2 separate regions of the Ovis aries genome follow, and region 1 is linked to region 2. The links are chromatin contacts, called in public Hi-C maps. All regions are on one chromosome and are shown on one strand. The core of a region is the stretch at or near the end of the contact, and the rest is flanking DNA. Distances in the headings are between cores, read along the strand shown. Region 1 overlaps NEDD4L (NEDD4 like E3 ubiquitin protein ligase). Region 2 holds the start of NEDD4L (NEDD4 like E3 ubiquitin protein ligase).

Region 1 (3,759 bases), core at 436-2,935, 140 kb before region 2:
GCAGGTGACATTCTTTATCCACACTGCTAACTCCTTCAGCTAGGAACTGTCAGAAAGACCTGTCTTGAACTTGGACAGCTTCTGCAGAGTCCAAAGCTCAAAGCAGTCTCGCTGAACAGGATAAATATGCCCAGAGCACATCCAGACAGCCGGATTCACACTCACTCGAACTCCAGGCTCAATGTACTGAAATAGCTTCCTTCCCTCCACTCCCCCACGTGTATTATTTCATCTGCTCTGATGTAAAGGTCATCGCCTGTGGTTTCAGTTCTGGTCAGAATGAGGGAAGAAGAGCTAAACCCCAGAGCATCCCAGGGGTTTGGGGTTCAGGTGGGAAAGCAGTCAGAGGTGCTGAACTTTTAAAGACAAAAGATCCCATTGCCTTTCAAACACCAAATAGAGAGGCAGCAGCAGAAATCCAATGTGGGCTTTATACACAGTCTAAAAATAGACACTTGAGGCAGAATGGTTTCTTTCCAGAACAATTTTAAAGATTCCCAGGAGGTGACAGGTGTTGAGTAAATACCAGATGAAGACAAAGAGTCTCAGAGCTGGTGGGGGAGTACAAAGCCCCAGTCTGGCTTCCTGGCCTCTGCCTGGTGCCCTGGATGGCTGAAAGATAAGTCTTTCTTTCTCAGCCCTGCTGCATAACAAAGGGGCCCGGGAGAGAAGGTCAGGGCTCCCTGACTGATGCAGGAGAGCAGTGCAGAGAAAGAACCAGCTCCCCACTTCTTTGCCGCCACACATACCGACTGGAAGAACATTAAGCTGTGCAACCATTTTCATTAGAAAGACAATGCATGAATGAACCTGCTCGCCAGACTATACATCCTGATCACTTGTGCAGAGAGACCAGCTTCTCCTTAGGTGTGCCTGTGTGTTCAGGGCTTTCCCAGTGGCTCAGTGGTAAAGAATCTGCCTGCAATGCAGGAATCCCAGGAGATAGGGGTTCGATCCCTGCGTCAGGAAGATCCCCCGGTGGAGGAAATGGCAACCCACTCCAGTGTTCTTGGCTGGAGAATCCCATGGACAGAGAAGCCTGGTGGGCCACAGTCTATGGGGTCGCCAAGAGTTGGATACCACTGAAGTGAGTTGGCATGTGCACGGAAGTGTGCATTTACGCAACTTCCATCCATTCCCAGGAGTGGGATGCTCTTGGGAAAGTCAAGAGCAGAGACTGAGGGGCTTGAGGGACACGATCCTGGAGAGAGCCCCGGGGCCGGCCCTCGTCACAGGAGCAGACTGTGCCACGCTCGGGGGGCCCAAGGCCTCACCCTGCCTCTAGCTGTGACTCCAGGACAAACGGACGAATCTCACAAGGGAGTCCCGACACCAGTGTGTTTCCGAGGCTCCCCTAAGGCAGGGCCAGGCGTGAGACCTCCCGGCTCCAGGGTGTCTCTCAGCTCTGAAGTTCTACACATGTGCTCTGCCTTACATCTCTCCTTCCCCAGTAGCTTAGTGAAGCCCTGTCTGAGGAAAGGCGAAAATGACGCGTGTCAGATGTGGGCTCACACACCCTCTATGAACATCACTCATGGCAAGGACCGAGCGCAACATCTGGGCATAAGAGAGCGCAACGAACATACAGCCCAATCGCGCAGTTTCCTAACCTTCCAGTTCTTCCTTTCCGGGCTTACAGGGACAATTGAGAGACTGTCACTCTCTGGCCCTACAGGAATGAAGTCACTGGCTGGTGCTGTCCCGGGCCTTCCACACTCCCTGGCAGGGGTTCAGGATGGAGATCAGGGACGGGGCACTCTGTGCTCTGAAAAAACAGAACAGGCCTTCAGGAGAAAATTTTATCAACCCAATGTCTTCCATCTCCTCATGCCCAGAAAAGCACTAAAATCACTCATGGAGACACTGCTCTTCATGGCTTAGCAGGAGCCTCCTACCGAGATGTGTGTTTGGTTGCACGTCGCTGCTACCCAGTCATTAAGTCGTGTCCAGCTCTTTGCGACCCCATGGACTGCAGCACACCAGGCTTCCCTGTCCTTCCCTGTCCACCACCTCCTGGAGTTTGCTGAACTCATGTCCATCAATTCAGTGATGCTATCCAACCTTCTTATCCTCTGTCGCCCCCTTCTCCTCCTGCCCTCCATCTTTCTCAGCTTCAGGGTCTTTTCCAGTGAGCTGCCTCTTCATATCAGGTGGCCAAAGTATGGGGTTCCCAGCATCAGTCCTCCCAATGAGTACTGAGGGTTGATTTCCTTTAGGATGGACTGGTTGGATCTCTTTGCAGTCTTTACCAAAATTACAACCCCCCAATACCAAGCAGGGTCCAGTGGGGCTCCTGGGCAGAAAGCCTTTCTGCGTCCCCCATTTCTTTGATTACAGGGAAAGTCATCATTCAGTTTCCATGACCTTCCCTAAGTTCCAACGGACAGATCCAAACGGTTATTAATTAGGGAAGGGAGGAGATCGGAGACCAACGAGAAACCGTCAAGAGCACCCTTGGGGCGAGGTCCTGTTTCCCCATTAAGGGACACACGCAACAATATCTTCGAGCTATTCTGCAGATAGTGAAACCTCTCCAGGTGGGAGAAGTTAACAATTAACACGGTATGCTGCCCACAAGCATGTAGACCCCAGACCAGCTGGAGCATGAAGGCCGATGATGGTGCCTCCTCCATACCTCAACACCAACCCATCAGAAGAATGTCCTCAAGCTGATCACACCCTCTTTGAACCATCACTGTGAAACCTCTCACTATCCTCTCCAAGTTGGGATCCATAGTTTTGAGGCAAGAACCAGCTATGTCTCCCTTAGCCTGGCAAGTAATAAATCTATCCTCTTCTAACTTCACCCAAAACTCTTGTCTCTGAGACGTGACTCAGCACCCATGCACGCAGAAGAGAAGCTTTAGGCATAGCGCCCCCACCCACCCTCACCTCTCCAGAACAGTTGCTCAGACCAGTCCGAGAGCTTGTCTCCCGGGCTGGCGTCCTCAGTGAGTTCCCCAATAAAACTAAAGCTCACAGCTCTCGTGCTGTGTGCGCGCGTGTGTCCCAGGTGACAACCACCCTAAGGAAACACTTTTTTCCCTTTACAACCTTCCTTCCCCAGTCCCCACCCTGTGCATTGAATTTCCCATCCAGAAGCTGCGCCTCCTTCTCGGGTTCCTGTCCCCCAGCTCCACTCCACACCTGCCAGTGCAGCCGAGTAACGTCTCCAGGCATGAGTGCAGAAACCCAGTGCCCCGAGGAGGACAAACGTGAAGTCATCACAATGCTCCTCTGCGTTCCCCTGGCCTGCCTGCAGTCATCTCATGGGAAGCTGATAAAGGCTGACCATCAAAGACTACCATCCGGAGAGACAGGAAAGCGAGTTTTCTCCTGGAACCCTCGATATGCCCAGCGCTTCCTGCCTACAACAGTCCTGCCCACTGTCTACCGCTTCACATCTTTCCAAGCATCTCTTACTTACTTCAAAGATGACTTTCTCACATAAGGACAGGCCTGACCATGTGAGCCAGAGTTCTCTTCCGGAAAGGAGAGAACCAGCGGTCTGAGCCCTTCACCACGTTAAGACCGTCAGGGACCTTCAGCCTTTGCTGGTGGCTTCCCGGCCCATTCCAAACCCCTGGGGCCTGTGAACACCAATGCCCAGATCTCACCCCAAGCCAGATGGATCAGACCGGCTGGGGGCTGGACCAGGTGCCCCAGGAGCTACGCAGGCAACGTGGATGAGAACAGAGCCTACGCCACCTGGAGGCCAAGCTGGCTCTGCCGCCTCCCTGCTGAGACTTCCGGCGAGTG
Region 2 (4,190 bases), core at 1,090-3,589:
CTAAACACCAGTTAAGGTCACCAGAATTAACTCACCTAGACAAAAGTGGTAAGATGTGCTCTGGGTCGATTCTGACACTCGCTGGAAAGGCAGACAAAGCACAGACCACACCGACATGCCTGTGATTCACTCACCCAGTTGCATTTCCCAAAATGCTCACTTAGAAAACATTTTTTTTTCCCCAGGATTTTAAGAGTAATCATGTAATTAAAAAAAAAAAAAAAAAAAAAAGACCTAAGATGAGAGGCAGCCGTCTTTATCCCCCACAATACTTCCTGCCCCTTTGTCTGGGAATGTGTATCTCTCCACCTTTCTAAAAGCTCACTGCCGGCCCTCTATTGCTACTAATTAAATGGAGAAGTAGAGAATGAAAGAGAAAGCTCCTCAAAGAGAAAACCAGAGGAGAGGAGATCCCCCTGGGTAAATGAAACAAAGGTACTTTTCATCCTTCCCCTCAGTTAACTGCACGGAAACGGGGGTATTTTACAAAAGTGCAGCATGGCAAAATGATCGGAAATGCCAATACTTGCTTTGCGATCGCTCTTTGATAAAATCAACACCACAGCGAGCTTTACCAAGCACCGTTAAAGGAGTAAGGGGTTGAAACGTACCCCCGACACTTTCCCCACCCTAAGACACCTATTCCATTACACACGGAACGCGCGCGCGCGCACACGTACACACACACACAACCAGGATAGGAAAGCTGACGGGAGAGAAGCCATAACATTGTCGAGTCTCGGATAAGAGCCTCTCTATTAACCCCACCCCTATCACCAGAGAAAGAGGGGATCTCAGAAAAGAAAGGAGAGGAAAAAAGAGAAACCCAGAAATCCTTGAATTTCCAGGCATTAACTTTTCATGAAATGCACAACCAGGATAGGAAATACCTCCCCGCTGAGTAATGCCTCATGGGTTGTAAATTCACCTCTCGAAAGGGGAGCCAGACCTGAGAGCGCACCCGGCCAGATGGCCAACCCCTCCTACCTGCTCCATCCAGCCTGCCCGTCACGCCGCGCGGCGACAGCCTCCCACCCCTCTTTTTGGCAGCGCAACACACCAATAAGGGCCGAGCCTGGCTGGTCGCGAGAGGGCTGAGCAGTGAGTTAGCAGGATCGCCTCAAAAGGGGGGAGTGGGAACCCGCGAGGAAAGAGTGAGGGTAAAAAACAAAGCCCTTTGCAGGCAAGCGGACGGCCTCGGGGGCGTGGCTTACTTAATTGGCTTCATCAATAAAAAAGATCAATGGAGCTTCCTCCTTCCACCCGCCCCAGAGGGGCTGGATCCTCGGGTTGAGGGGGGCGGGCGGGGGGGCGGGAAATGGCAGGGCTGCAAGCGTCCTCCAAGTTTCCAGCAGCACCTGCCACCATGCGGGATCTCCCCCTCCCACCCCAAAGACCCCGAAATGCACACTCTCGGCTTCAGACTGTGCAAGACGGAGGGTCGGACACGCACGGCTCATAAGGTTTCACCCGCTCCCACCGTAACAAGCACACACACACGCAGCAGAGCACTTGCTGACACCATCATGAGAAAGTTCCAGCGGGGGACACAATCCAGGTTTCCGCCGCGGCCCCGGGCTCCCCCGCGCGGCGCGGGTCTCTCCAAACGCGACACCCATCATGGACTCCAGGGCTGCAGGGACGAGAGGCGGAAAGTTGCCCCACGGCCCCGGGAGACGCGGCGCGGAGCCGCACGCGCCCCCCTCGCACCCAAAGGCGGGGAGCGCCGAGGGAACCCCAGCTCGCACCGCTTTATTTACCAACAGTGCGCTGCACCGGGGGGAGGGGACGCCGGGCGGAAGATTGTGAGCACCCCGCCGGGACCCCTGCCCCCGGACGCGCCCGCCTTTGGGGTGCCCCTGCAGGCGCGCGGGTTGGCGGGGGGGACGAGCATCCAAGGGGGTCGTCCCAGTACCCACCGCCGGCCGCCGCCGGGAGGGAACTCCCCGGGGAGTCCCGCGGGGAAGGGAGCGCCGCTCACCTCTTCTTCCGAAAGTCCGTAGACCGGCTCCCCGAGCCCGGTCGCCATGGAGCCGGCGCCCCGCGCGGGATCAGAGGCGCTCCCGGGCGGCTGGGCTGCAGCGCGTCTGGGCGGCCGGGTCTCCCCTCCTCCGCCGCCGCCTCCGAGGACGGCCGGCCCGGCGCCGCAGGTGAGGGGGCCCGAGTGCTCGCGCCTCGGCCGCTGCCTGCGCCGCTTCCTCCCGGAAGGCTGCGGACCGTGCGCTCCCGAGAGCGCGCCGTGCAGCGGGCGGCGGCGGCGGCGGCGCGGCGCCCCCGGGCTTCCCTCCTCCCGCGCGCCCGCCGCTCTCCGCCCCTCGCCCAGCCCGCTCTCCAGCCTCGAGAAGCCGGCGCGCCTGCCCCTACGCCCGGTCCCTCCCGGCCCCCGCTCTCCCCGCCCTCTCCTCCGCCCCCTCCCGCCCCGGCGCCCGGAGGGGACCTCCCCGCCTCCCCGGGGCGGGCACACGCGCCCCCCAAGCCAATCACAGGCCGGGCTGGGGGGCGGGCCGCCGGGCTGGCTGGGTTCGCCCCCCCACGCCCCCCTCCGGCTCGCCACGGGCGCCCCCGGCCGCGGGGCGGGTCTCAGAGGAGCGCGGGCGCTCGGCCCTAGGAGCAGACCCACCCTCCTCTCCGCTTTGCGGGAGTGGGCGTGCTGGGCATTTGGGGGCGCTGGAGACTTTTTCTACAAGAAAGTCCCATTTCTCTTCCCCGAGGTCTTTCTACGAAGAACCCTGGGCCCGCCGTGATTATTAAAGGGGGTTGGAGGGGGGAGAAGATGGATGTTTCTGGACACCTTTAAATTCTTGGCAAACCCTGGCAAGCCCAACTTGGCGGCTTTGTGGGCGCCCCGGAGCCGGGCCGCGCGGCCGGGGAGAGGCTGCCCCGGCGTGGCCGCGAGTCGCCACTGCCTGCGTCAACCTTGCCGGGAACAAAACCGACCCGGCGCCCGCTCTGAGTACACGCCCACCCCCTCGAAAACCTACAGCGTGGCTCTTTGAGCCAAAGGCCACTCTTTTGTGATCCGCAACGTGAAATCGCAGACTGAAGTTTAAGGTTATCCTCTGCAGAGGCAAGCTATTAAGACATCGTATTAGCCACGGTAGGGTTCTTCCCACGTCCCGGCTACTGTTTCTCCAGCAAGCAGTTCATTTAATCCATCAGATGTATAGGAACGCCAGAGACTAAATTAAAGAGAGAAATTAGTCACTCGACTTTTTCAGGAAGCCTGTCCTTACATTTCGTTGTTAAGTACAGTTGTGGGTTCAGAAAGGAAACAAAAGTAGAACATGCTATTTGCCTTTGAAAAGAAAACATCAAAGTGCCCTCTTTGGTATTCACAGGGTGCCTTTAGGATTTTCATTCAAGTCAGTTGTTTCAGAAAGCAATCACGTGGTCCCAAAGCCTCCCCCCAACCAAGCCCGACCGCAGCTCCTGTTCTAAGTATCTAGCTGGCTTTCAAACGAAGGGAAACACCCGTCCTAATAGAAGCTTTCCTTTGCCTCCTGACAACATGGCTGTGGCTTAAAGTTGTGCGAACGCTGGGTTTTCTTTCCAGACAAAGCCCCTTGGCGTCAACACCCTACTCAGAAGCCTTCTCCCCACATCGTGAGCCAGTAAATCACAGGGCTGAGATGCCACAGAAGCCCAACCGAGAAAAAAAAAAATCACATTTATGGAGGAACAGTTAAAAAGGCGATTCTCTGTACCTTCTGTCCGGGCCAAAGTTTTTTTACTTTTTCAGATCTACATTATGTTTCTTTTCATAAAGACTTGCAAAAACACACACACAAAGGCCCACACAAGAATTCCCATGTGCTCTTCAACAAGCCTGTGGTTTCTACAGGAGTTACTGCTCCTTTATCCTCGTTAGCCAGGTCTTTGTCAAGTTTTGTACAGTTTTTTATATGAGGGGAAAGGTAATCTTTTTTCAAATTTTAAATAGAAACTTGTAATTTCTAATTACACGGAACACCCTTCCCACACCTCGTATTGTAGTGTTAGTCGCTCGGTCGTGTCCAATGCTTTGTAACCCTGTGGACTGTACCCCATCAGGCTCCTTTGTCCATGGGATTTCCCAGACAAGAATACTGGAGTGGGTTGCCATCCCCTTCTCCAGGGGATCTTCCTGACCCAGGTATGGAACCCAGGTCTCCCGAATTGCAGGCAGGCTCTTTACTGGCAGGCAGTGTATG

The links. Hi-C and Micro-C count contacts between places; a contact is called where the count stands out from the background.
Region 1: a contact with region 2 is called in a Hi-C map of hypothalamus, with 3 times the contacts expected there. The contact joins the enhancer-like site here to the promoter of NEDD4L in region 2. A contact is called at or near these places in 5 of 16 Hi-C or Micro-C datasets (blood, hypothalamus, liver and 2 more).

Annotation. Positions count from the first base shown.
Region 1 is chr23:57,647,842-57,651,600 of ARS-UI_Ramb_v3.0, reverse strand. All of the region lies in intron 3 of NEDD4L (NEDD4 like E3 ubiquitin protein ligase), which reads right to left. Among named protein-coding and RNA genes, the nearest start is that of TRNAE-UUC, 130 kb to the right of the region's middle. Within about 2 kb of position 1,685, at least 10 of the 54 cell types and tissues checked have an H3K27ac peak or open chromatin away from gene starts, as enhancers often do. A contact at or near this core is called in hypothalamus, where this site is marked.
Region 2 is chr23:57,503,182-57,507,371 of ARS-UI_Ramb_v3.0, reverse strand. NEDD4L (NEDD4 like E3 ubiquitin protein ligase) reads right to left here and starts at 2,339. Exons shown (of 33, transcript XM_042239245.1): 1 at 1,982-2,339; 2 at 1,499-1,633. The coding sequence starts at 1,528.